2 separate regions of the Sus scrofa genome follow, and region 1 is linked to region 2. The links are chromatin contacts, called in public Hi-C maps. All regions are on one chromosome and are shown on one strand. The core of a region is the stretch at or near the end of the contact, and the rest is flanking DNA. Distances in the headings are between cores, read along the strand shown. Region 1 overlaps RGS8 (regulator of G-protein signaling 8). Region 2 holds the start of RGS16 (regulator of G-protein signaling 16).

Region 1 (5,655 bases), core at 1,791-4,290, 61 kb before region 2:
AATCGAAGGGGTGATGGAGGGGCTGAGGGGCAAGGGGGGCCAGTGCCAGATTCAGAAGAGAGGGAGGCCGACATTGCAGCAGTGCCAGGAAGCCAGCGTGGACTAGCCGTGGGGTGGGAAGAGCCACAAGGCAGTGACCGGAGGCCAGGTGACAACTGCCCAGACGACCTTGCCTGCTGTGAATGGGGGTGGTGGTCCCTGGTTCTGCTCGGCCCCAAGTTCACAAAGGCCCTTGGCCTGGGCTTCCCCCTCCTCTGGGGATTCATCCCACAATTGAGAGACAAGGAGGCTCGGGTACTCCAAAGAGGGATTTCTAGAGACCCTTAGAGCCGTCAAGGACTTCGATTTCCCCACTTCTGGGCAAGCAGGTGTAGGCACGGTTGGGACAAAGATTAAGGAAACGTCCTTGCTGTCGGGGGACACAGCCCTAGCTCAGTCTCCCGGAGATGAGGCTTTACACCAAGTCTAACTAATTTTGCCCCCCAGTTTTAACAAAGCAATCTTATAATTGGATTAATTACAGTGATATTGGAGAAGGTATTTTTTTCCAAAGCCTTTGTGAAATGTTCCAGGTAATATCAAAATAATTTAACCTGCATAGATGGTGTTGGGGCCTTCTCTGTCTAAATGAGGCTTCTTTGAAAATGGCTTCTCTGCTTGGTGGCAGAGGTCCCCAGGGGGACCCTGCATGGATAGGTTGTTCTCTCCACGTGTTTCTTCCCATCAGTTTTGTCCACAGGAACAAAGGGTTTGAAGCACTGAGCGCCCTCCCCCTCCAGAACCCTCCCCCCCCCCCCCGCTACCCTTCTGGCTTCCCATCAGAAACAGGCAGTGCCCAGGCTGCGGAAGGTCAGGCAGCCTCCAGATGGGCAGGGCAGAGTGACTTGCTTATTCATTTCTTCACCCCATGCCTGCAATCCCCGCAAAGGAGCAAACCTGAGCAGTGACAGGGCCTGACAAGCCTCCCTTGGAGTTCTCTTAACCTTCCGCCCGCTCACGCCCTCCCAGCTTCACTTGGAGGGAGCTGAGAAGCAGAAGAGCAGCCAATCAAATGATGCTGGACCGAGTGCTGACCCATCCACCCCCACCCAGGGCCGGCTGGTCACTTGGGCCCCACTTGAGTAAGACACAGAGGACAGTAATTTTCAGCTTGCCCCACCTGGGCTTTCTTCCCCTGGGGGCCTGCGTCCCATGTCACCCTTGCTGATCCATGGTTGGGGAAGCAGGAACTCCTGACCAACAGGCTGCGAGGTGAAGCCCCCCGACAGCTGGTCCCCATCCACCCTGGGTTGGTCCCTTGCTCAGGATGAGCAGACGGTTGTGGGGAACAGGGGGTCGTGTGTGGGGAGGTGTTCTATTGGCAGGAAATTGTCTACGAGGACTCGTAGTGCAGTCAGATAAGAGAGGGCGGCCCCCTCTTACAGCAGATTCTTTGATTTTAGGTGAGAGGACGTGAAAGGGTAAATCCCGCGCCCCACAGGCTAATCTCCCGCCCTGACGTCCCTGCACGCCAGCCAGAGGGTCACCCGTAAGCCGGTGCCTGTATGGCCGCTTTACTGATGCCACGCAGGTAACTGATGCTAACCTGTCTTCTTACCTCTGCCCCTTTCTTCTTCCCACTGCCTTCCTGCTGCCCCCGCTGCCCCCGCCGCCAGTTGGAGCCTGCCTGAAGCCTTCCAACCCTGCGGTGGACCGCCACTGGCATCCATCCCCCAGGCCGCCTGTGTGGACTGCGCTGTCCTTCCCTGGGGGCTTCTCGCAAAGTTGGGGCCTTGCCAGCAGAGCTGGCCTCAGCACCAAGCCCTCCCCCACACTGGCAGGATTTATGGGGTGGGCCCCTGCATGAGCTTGTATTGAACCCTGTAGGGGTCTCTATGAGGTACGGGGATAGAGAAGAAAGATGAGGACAAGCCCAGTTTTTTCTTTTTTAAAGTCAACTTAACCTTTGACTCTGGCTTCTGCTCCGGTTCTTTCAGACCTCACTAAAAGGTTAAGTCTCAGCTAGACAAGATGGAAAATCAGAACTCTTTTGCCCCAAAGAATATCTTGTGGAAGATTTTGCAAACTATTTGGGAGACTCACGTTGTCTTGGTAACAAGGAGCACCCTTTACACCGGCCCCTGCTAAACGTTATTAGACAGTTGGTGTGGATTTGCCATTGTTTGGAAATCCTCTTAATTGCTCTTAGGGGCATCGACCTGATTGTTCAGTGACTGATGTTTCTGAGGCACCGAGGAATGAACTGGCTCATTCTAAGTTGGGGTTCTCTGATGTTTCTGAGGCACCGAGGAATGAACTGGCTCATTCTAAGTTGGGGTTCTGAGCAGGACCTGCACTTGAATTCATGGAAGGTGATGACTCAAGGGCCCTGAATCGTGGCTTGCATGGCCTGGCACTGGGGTGCCCTCTGACTTGTAAGAGTGAGTGGACGTAAAGTGGACATCAGAGAACAGCTGTAGCCAGTGTTTTGAAAAGCCAGAAAATCGATGGCTTCACAGGGTGTCTGGCTGAGATGAGAGGTGGGAGCACAGGACGGGCAGGCGAGGAGGTATTTCTGAGAACTTGGATGTTCTGGCCTTAAAAGGCTCCTCGGAGATGGACTGTGGAATACACGTGTTGTCCATCCCCGCCAAACGTGATACCATCCCCAGGCACTGCTGGATAAGATTTCTGTGAACGATGACCAGGGTCAGGGATGAAAACCCATTTGAAATAAAAGAAAAGGCTTGCCTTGCATGACCGCTCACATCTCTGCTCAGACCCAGGATTTGTGAAAATGAGGAAGGGAAAGCCAGGCTGGAAAAACTTCCTTTCCACCAGGAGAATGACATCTTCTGGGACTAGTTCCATGGCAAATTGTGACCAGCGTGCATGCGGAAGTCCCCTCTAAGTCACTCTCAAGTCCTGATTATCCCCAAACCACCCCCCTTACCTTCTCCTTCCATCTGAGGAATTGCCATGGTTAAAGGTCAAGGGTCAGTAAAGTGATTCCACCAAGAGCCAGAGAGTAAATAGTTTCGACTTCATGGGCCATAGGGTCTGTGTTGCAACCACCCAACTCTGCCCTCGTGCTCGAAAGCAGCTTTAGACCACGTGTAAACAAACGAGGTGTGGTGTTCCAATAAAAATTTATTTACACAAACAGACATCTTGTGGGGCTGTAGTTTGCCAATCTCGGTTAAAGGTAAAAGGGGGTTATTCATGAGAGCCTGAAAGAGACGTTAGCATAATGTCTCATTGGGTCTGTAGTGTCTGGTCTTTAGGAAAATTAGAAAACATATGAGAAATTTAAGCATGCATGTTAAAATTTTAGATATGTTAATATACTAAAATATAAATAGATGTTTGAGAGCTTAGTTCAGTGAAAGAGCTGACCAAGGGCACCCCTGGTTCTTAATTGCTGATTGGACCCACTGTTCTCCTCCCCACCTGCAGGCATCAGTCTTTACTGGTCTGTAGCCGTTCGTGTGTATCCCCAGGTTCGTGGGCTGGGTAGGAAGAACCTGAGGTGGAATTGACCTGTTCTGAAGCCCTGGACTTTATCTGTGCCCTGAGATTCTATGACAGGCACCCCTGTATCACGCAAGCATCCCTCCACTACCCGTGTGGGTACCACAGGGGTTCTGCAATTGGGAGTTACTGCTGTTGCCGCGGCTGCCGCTTTGCCCTCCTAGTGGGAAAGCAAAATGTGGCTGGTTATTTTGTCATCTCTGTATTTCCTTTCCCCACAGAGAATCCTAATTTAGAAATACTTCCAAGCTAACGACCTTCATTGACTTACCATCAACTTGCATGTCAGCTTTAAAAAGCATTAAGCCTCTAGGGGTAGGGGACCTATTACTATTCCAGTAGTCAAGACAGGGAGTGAGTATCGCCCTTGAGCCTCTAGGTGTTTCTCCTTTTGCGCAGGAAATCTGCGGGGGCCACCTGGGGAAGGATGGGAGCCGGCAGGGCTGGCTCCTGCCACAGCAGCTCCAGGGGCCCTTTATGGGGCTGACAGCTATTATTTTGACAGTTCCGCATCCTTCTGCCCCTGTGCTTATTGCAGGAACAAAGGTATGAGGACTCGACTGGGATGCCTGTCTCACAAGTCCGACTCCTGTAGCGATTTCACCGCTATTCTTCCCGACAAACCCAACCGTGCTCTAAAGTGAGTAATATGGCCACGCAGCATTCCCAGGGTGCCAGCTGTGGGGTGGATGCCCACCGTGGGGCTATGTAACCTCGTCTTCTCTGGTAGATGGTTGAAGAGATGAGCTGTGTGACAAATTCCCCCCTCTTGGCAGCTTCTTTGGTATCTGTGAACATGAATGAAAGAATGTTATTTTCCTCTTCAAAGTGAATGGCATACCAGTCTCAGAATAGAGACCCTCCTTTTTATCCTGCGAAAACCACATCACGCACCACTCTTATAAAGCTGCTGTGAAGGATGCTTCTTGGCTCTACTTAGCTGTCAATTTGAGCTTCTCAGATGGGAAACACTCAAATCTACTCAAACATCTGCTTAGGTTCAGATAATATGGATTCAGTGCCTATACTGTGCAGGTCCTGTGTTCAGTGATGTCATAGATGGTATTCGTGCAACCCACACGAGTTCTGTCTTTATCCCCGTTACAGAGATGAGGAAAATAAGGTAAAGGGATGGAGTCGGGAGCTCAGCCTCACTCGTCGAACTTCAAGTCCAGTCAGTGTCTTTCCATTGTTACTGGGACACTTGAATTAATTAGCTAAACAGAAGCAGAGTTGGTTTACAGTGACATCTTTTTTTTTTTTTCGTCTTTTTGTCCTTTTTAGGGCTGCACTCTCGGCATATGGAGGTTCCCAAGCTAGGGGTCTAATCAGAGCTGTAGCTGCCGGCCTACACCACAGCCACAGCAACGCCAGATCTGAGCCACATCTGCAACCTACATACACCACAGCTCATGGCAACGCCAGATCCTTAACCCACTGAGCGAGGCCAGGGATCGAACCCACAACCTCATGGTTCCTAGTTGGATTCGTTTCCGCTGTGCCACAACGGGAACTCCCACAGTGACGTCTTTAAATTTTGCACTTTCTTAGTTTTGCTTTTTAGACTGAAAGCCAACATACAAAATTTACAGAATTCCAATCCTAAGATTTTTTTCCCATCAGTCACTTAAATGGTAGGCTCTGCAGTTTGTGACAGAACTGCAGAGATCTGGGTATGGTCTTCATTTGCTGTCTATTGTCTTGTTCTTCTGAGCAAACCGCAGAGGTAGCTGAAGGAGAGGAGGTCGTTTCAGAAATATTCAAGACAGATGTTTCTTTTTTCCTAGGAGACTATCCACAGAAGAAGCTACGAGGTGGGCAGATTCCTTTGATGTGCTTCTCTCCCATAAGTGTAAGTAGAATTCAGGTTTCATCATGTCTCAGCAAATCATCCATCTTGTAAAAGATGCAGCAAAATCCAGGTACTGTACCTGGCGTCCCAGAAAACTCCAGTCTCCGCCCTCTAGGGAGTTCCTGTCTAGGGGGCAGAGATAAGAAAACATAATTTAAATGCAGTGGGGAGATGGGCTTTATTTTCCGTTTTCTGAGCTATGGTCCCAAGACGCCTCTGTGTACTCAGCAACTTTAGCAAGAAAGAACTTGGCGTAGGGAGTTGGAGCCATGAGCTCAGTAGGAATGAACGTC
Region 2 (6,075 bases), core at 1,265-3,764:
AACCCGAGGTTCATTCCAGCCACAAACTCGCTTTTCTCACTAGAAGAAAAGCTGTCCCCAGCACTACCCATGGCCCCACTTGGCAGCTGCATAATGAAAGTGTGCGCTGGGGCATGAGCAGCATCAGGTGAAAAAACAACCCTCAGCTCAGCTGACAAACTCCTCCGGGTGGAACGTCCTGCTGATGGGGCGGCCGGGTGGGGGCGAGGGACTGTGCTGGAAGCCAATGTTCAAACGGCATCCTTCCGCTGCCCCCCTCCCAACCCTGGTCCATCTCCCTGCCCCATACTGGTCCAGCCCTGGACTTGTGAGAAAAGCAGCATAAGAGCCAAGGTGGGCGAGATGGGATGCAGGTTGGATGCTGGCATTGGAAAGGGCACTGGCTGCCAACATGTGCGCTGCTGCTGCACCTGCCCCCGTGCTCCGCTAACCAATGCACCGACCTTCTGGGAGGCTGGGGAGGCTTCAACTCTGGCTGCTCAGAGCGCATTTGGTTTGGATTAACTGGTTCCTCTTCTGCCCGCCCTGGCTTAACAAGGGGGCCTGCTTTGGCAGAACATGCTGCACGCTGTTGCCATGGGGGCTTCTTTGGCTCCAGCAGTGCCTCAGTGATGGTCCCACAGACCTTCCTCCCCTCTTCCCCCTCCGGGTGCTTCCCCTTCCCTTCCCTGACCAGCTTTTCTGGGCCTCCGCCCTGGGCCCTCTCACTCGGGTGGAACCTCTTCTCTGCTGTTTGCACTCTTTTCTGACTCGTTTCCAGGCCTCGCTGAGGAGTAGCAACTCTGAAATGCCCCTTGTGAAAAACACTTCGACTCCAAGAGTCACAAAAACACGCTCCCTTTCCTTATTGTCTAGCAGGCCCAGTATCCCTATTACGTAAACCTGAGAGCTGAGGTACACTGAGTGCCGACTACAAGCCAAGCACTGTGCCAAGCACCGTACAGGTGTGGTGGCAGGGGCCGGGGTGCGTTTTCCAGATCCGTTTGGGATCAGGCCCTCGTTCCCCAGGGTGCTGTCTGCTGTAGGCTCCCAGCAGTCTCTCTCCAGGAGCTGCTCTTGGCAGAGGGAACGGCCTTGTTTAAGATTACGCCAGCCTGGAGTTCCCATCGTGACGCAGCGGAAACGAATCTGACCAGGAGCCATGAGTTTGCGGGCTTGATCCCTGGCCTTGCTCAGTGGGTTAAGGGTCTGGCGTTGCTGTGAGCTGTGGTGTAGGTCGCAGACGCGGCTCAGATCCAGCATGGCTGTGGCTGTGGTGTAGGCCGGCAGCTGTAGCTCTGATTGGATCCCTAGCCTGGGAACCTCCATATGCCAAGGGTGCAGCCCTAAAAAAAAAAAAAAAAAAAAAAAAAAAAGAAAGAAAGAAAAAAAAATTAGGCTGTCCAGTGAACAGCTGATGTGGGACGCAAGGCCGCCCCTTGCTTCACTGCAGCGACTGCTCTGAAGGGCCATCCCACTCCAGAGCATCCCTTGGGACCAGCTTCAGCATCCGTTCCCCCCTCTGCCCAACCCTGCTTCCCTCACACCCTCTTAGTTCCGAGAACTCTCCCCAGCCAGCCTCTGCCTCAGAGGAACTATGTTCCTTGTTTCCTGGGGAACTCCAAGTACAACTTAAATTTATCTAGTTCTCACAACTTTATGAAATAAATGCATCACGTTTTCATCTTAGAGGCGAGGAAATGGAGACATGAAAAGGTTGAGAAGCTTGTCCCGGGTCTCCCACCAGTAAACAGCAGAGCCCAGATTTGAAAGTGAGAAATCCATCTCCAGATCACACACACTTAACCTCACCTGCAGCCTCTTAATTGCAATCCCAAAGGCATGTGAGGAGCCTTGGGGAGGCTGTGATGCCGTTATGAGAACGTGAGGAGAGAAGCAGGGCATCCATTACCTTTATCTCAGAGATGAGGGCGCTGAACTAACTAGCAAATACTTAAAAGTTGCGTTCATCAGTTACAAAGGTGTTGGGATTCTCAGCTGGGAAAGGGCAGTAGAGAAAAGTGTGGTAAATTCATATTTGAATTCTGGCAAAACCTTGTGTGACTTTCAGCAAGGGGTTTAACTCAAGTTTTAGCGAAAGGGATTGGGACTTAGCAGTTGCTCAATAAAGCCGCCTCCCGCCCCCCGGCCCACGGGGGGAGTTGTCTATTTCTAACTCTGATCTTGGGCACGTCTTTTTAACTTTCTGACTCGGTTTCTTCATTTCTAAAATGGCGGTGATGATGTAAAGGGCTTCCTGGGCTGACCCGTGGCCATCTGGGTAGAAGCACAAGAAATGTAAGGCACCAGCATAATATGCTGTCTTGCACCCTGTGCTCTGCTCCGTGGAGCCCTAACAAGCTCAGGCTCAGGCTGTGACCCACACTTCGCTTACCTCCCCAACCCGCCACCCCCACGCAAATCCTCCTGGCACCGCTGAGTTGGTTTCCTGCTTTTACTAACGGCCGACAGGGTTTTTTCCTACCTAACTGGGTGCGAGCGCGTCTCGACAACGTGCGACTTCTCTGCCGCGCCTCCCTCCCCACGCCGCCGTCCGCCCGGAGGAGGGGGCAGCCCCGTGAGCACCCCTGCGGTGCGAGAGTTGCACGAGGGTAGCAGGGTAGCGGCGCATCCTAGGCTCCGCGCCCCGCCCCTTCGAGCCCCCGGCCCCGCCTCCGTCTTCGCCCGCGCTCAGGACGGCTCTCCGATTGGTCGGCGGCTCTCAGCCCCGCTCCGCCCCCTCCAAGGGAATAAAAGCCGCTGGCTCAGTGAGGTTCCCCTTGATAAACGCAGTCTGCATAGAGGCGCTAGCTGCTGCCGCTGTTCTGCCTCCCTGGGTTCTGCGGTGTCCCCAGGAGCCCGCCACCATCCTCTCCACGACGTGCTGCCCTGCATCAGCAGCCATGTGCCGGACCCTGGCTGCCTTCCCCACCACCTGCCTGGAGAGGTAAGAGGAGCTTGTCCAGCTGCCTGGAGAAAGAAGTCCAAGTCCCATCAACCTTAGGAAGCGGAGCGGCAGCCTTGGGGACCTGGGTGGGCAGGAGCATGGGACGCTAGTAACTTGAAAGGTGGAGGTCAACTTGGTTCCGCGTTCACAGATGCCTCCCTTAGAGTCTAAGAGGAGGATGGACCACCAGAAGGGAGAAGGCGAATTAAAGGGAAGCAGAGGGTCCGCTGCTTATTGGCATTCCCCATCCTCTGACACAAGTTGCAGTTCTACCTGGCTGACCTGCTGAAGTCTCGGCTGCAGGAAGACCTGGTGTTGGCATCACCAGGCAGAACTGTCTTCCCTGGTTTCTTAAGCACTTGGTTTTCGTTTTAAAGCCCAGAGCTAGGGCCCTGGCCTCCTCAGGTGCTGGGAAGGCAGGGAAGTGTTTTTCAGCGTCCCCCCCTTCCCCCCACCTGGTGAGAGATGTGCCCACTTCCCAGGGGACTTCTCAGCCTCACCAATCTTTGCTGAAGCTGGAGGCTGGAAAAGAAAAAGTAAAGATGAAGGTAGAAATCAACTTCCACACAGTTCTAGAAATATTTGTAACAAGCCCAGAGTGTGCTGAACTGCCTTCTGCTCATCAGCTGGCACAAAGATAGATTGGTGTGACTTAATGCCAAAAAGCCCATGAATACAGCTGTATTGTAGACCCAGAAAGTATAAGACCTATGGAGGCACAGCTCAAAGACTGCTTTCATTGTTTCTGGGTTCATGATACTGATGAGAGAAGCAACGTTTATGCCCTGGGAATAGCCAAGTGTCCCAGGAAGCTTTGGGGGGGCGCCAGCATGAGCTCTCCTGGGACCCCCTCAATCTCTCTGCCCTGGCCAAGCAACCGGAGATTCCTCACATGCTCATGCGTTGTCTTCCAGAGCCAAAGAGTTCAAGACCCGGCTGGGGATCTTTCTTCACAAGTCAGAGCTGGGCTCCGATCCCGCGAGTGTTGGCAAATTCGAGTGGGGCAGTAAACACAGCAAAGACGGGTGAGTCCTGCCGGCCGGCCTGGGGCCCCTGGAGAAGGAAATACAAGGAGAAATTAGGACATGTCAGGGTGGACTGTGATGACCCCTGTAATGATTGCTGGTCTGCGGTGGCTCCCTGGCTCATGGGTGACCGGGTGGGTGGCTCAAGGCTTTGAAGTCCACCAACAGACAAATCTACCCAGGGCCAGCATGTCTAGTCACTGGACTCTCCCACCTGGAGATGTTATTGAACATGCAGCCACGGCTGGGGCGGGGGCAGGACCACCGGAGGGCTTTTCATCAATGGCTCTACTTCCGGTAGCATGCACTTTGCCTGGAAGCCCTTGTATATTGACCAGCAACTGTGCCAGGCCCTGGGTTTATGGGTAGACGTTGTCTCTATTCATGAGGCCCTATGGCCTTGAGGAAGCGGTCAAAACAAGCTCAGAGAGTCAGGGGAATAGAAAAACTTTTGGACAGTGAAGACACGGTCTCAGATATTTACTGAGGCCCAAGAGGTCCCTGCTTTGGCTTCTGGTTACTGAGCTGTCCTCTAGAAAACACAACTGTTTGTCTTAACCCCAACCAAGCATTTGAGGAGTCAGCTCCACTAATCACCACGCCAGCATCTGTGGGAATTAGACAGCTTCCATCACAGTTCTGGCTAGGATTTGTGCTATGCATTAGTTTGTTGATTTTTTGAAAAGTAAAATCTTGCCTTTTTTTTTTTTTTTTAAGCCGAAACTTCTCAGAAGACGTGCTGGGATGGAGAGAGTCATTTGACTTGTTGCTGAGCAGTAAAAGTGAGTGGGACCCTGTTGTGTTGTGTCTGTCTGTGGAGGGCACATGTGAGCCCATGTGTGGTGGAGTCAGCCTGCAGGATGCTGAAGGCGTGGGCACAATAATAGTAGTAGTAGCAATAATAACAATCCCCTAGTGTGCCAGCCTCTACGCAGAATACAAAGGCAGGTCCTTGTTCGAGAAAATTACATCCTAAAAATAGAGCCATTAACTACAATTGCTGTCTTTTCTTCTGTGGTTCCCTGCTGGCTGTCCCCTCTGTCTGACCTGTCTCTTCCTCTCTTCCTGCAAATCCAGATGGAGTGGCTGCCTTCCACACTTTCTTGAAGACGGAGTTCAGCGAAGAGAACCTGGAGTTCTGGTTGGCCTGTGAGGAGTTCAAGAAGCTCCGGTCAGCCACCAAGCTGGCATCCCGGGCACACAGGATCTTTGAGGAATTCATTCGCAGTGAAGCCCCTAAAGAGGTCAGAGGCGTGACATACTCCAGGGATTCTCTAGACCCTGGCTGCTCCTTCCCCACTGAGAACTGGGGATGGTGGGAAGCCAGCAGGCGAAGGGCTGCGTTTAGAAGTAGCATGGCCTCATCTGGCACAGGAGGCTGGAGACTGAAAAAGCCAGGCTCTGGGCCATCCCTGGGTGCTCTTACCCTCAGATGCACCAATGGGGCTGGAGGGGGTGGCAGGGCTTTTGGCTTCTGTCCATGCCCACTGTTGTAAACTAAGGCCTTTTTAGAGGCTTAAAAGACTTAAGCGGCTGGGGGGTGGGGAATAAGTCATCATAGGATAACCTGGCTCAGTTCCCTGGCGGACCTGCCTTAGGACTTTGGTCCTTGAGAACCTTTCCACCGTCCCTCAGCCGCCGCTGTTTGAGAAAGAATATGGCGCCACCTTGTGGAGGGAGAGTAGTAATGCCTTGCTTTTATATCTTTGTAATTTATTTTGAGCACCTTCATTCCATAAAGATTTGTTGAGCACCAGTTAGATGCAAGGTACTATTATAGTCATTGGGAATATGGCCGGGAACAAGAAATGTCTCCTCCAGTGGGAGAAGATGACAGTAACCAATTACATAAATATTGCCAGGGAATGATGTGTGCTCTGATAAAAACACAGCAGCAGAGTCTGGGGTGGGAGGAGGTGAGGTCTTTCCCTTTTATAAGGGGAAGGGAGGGGTGGGCTGTCGGATAAGGTGACATGTGAACAGAGACATGAAAGAGTGCCTGTTGTGGTCACCAGTCAGCGGGTGGGCCCGTGGGGAGTGGCGAAGCGGAGGGAGACGGGGGTGGGGGGGGTGGGGGGGGAATGGTGTCACCTGGTGGCAGATGGCCAGGTGCAGGCCCAGGGA

The links. Hi-C and Micro-C count contacts between places; a contact is called where the count stands out from the background.
Region 1: a Hi-C map of liver shows a contact between it and region 2, with 2.9 times the contacts expected there. The contact joins the enhancer-like site here to the promoter of RGS16 in region 2. A contact is called at or near these places in 2 of 5 promoter capture datasets (fetal liver and liver), 8 of 47 Hi-C or Micro-C datasets (fetal liver, fibroblasts, liver and 1 more) and 1 of 2 datasets of contacts at active chromatin or transcription factors (skeletal muscle).

The regions. Positions count from the first base shown.
Region 1 is chr9:123,977,051-123,982,705 of Sscrofa11.1, reverse strand. RGS8 (regulator of G-protein signaling 8) reads left to right here. Exons shown (of 10, transcript XM_021063775.1): 7 at 4,049-4,150; 8 at 5,298-5,362. Among named protein-coding and RNA genes, the nearest start is that of RGS16, 61 kb to the right of the region's middle. Within about 2 kb of position 3,040, at least 2 of the 83 cell types and tissues checked have an H3K27ac peak or open chromatin away from gene starts, as enhancers often do. A contact at or near this core is called in fetal liver and liver, where this site is marked.
Region 2 is chr9:123,915,558-123,921,632 of Sscrofa11.1, reverse strand. It overlaps RGS16 (regulator of G-protein signaling 16), which reads left to right and starts at 2,514. Exons shown (of 5, transcript XM_021063763.1): 1 at 2,514-2,926; 2 at 3,841-3,951; 3 at 4,669-4,733; 4 at 5,029-5,195. The coding sequence starts at 2,883. LOC110255525 (a long non-coding RNA gene) reads right to left here and starts at 5,095. Exons shown (of 2, transcript XR_002335963.1): 1 at 4,999-5,095; 2 at 3,492-3,979. It overlaps LOC110255524 (a long non-coding RNA gene), which reads right to left and starts at 2,549. Exons shown (of 4, transcript XR_002335961.1): 1 at 2,465-2,549.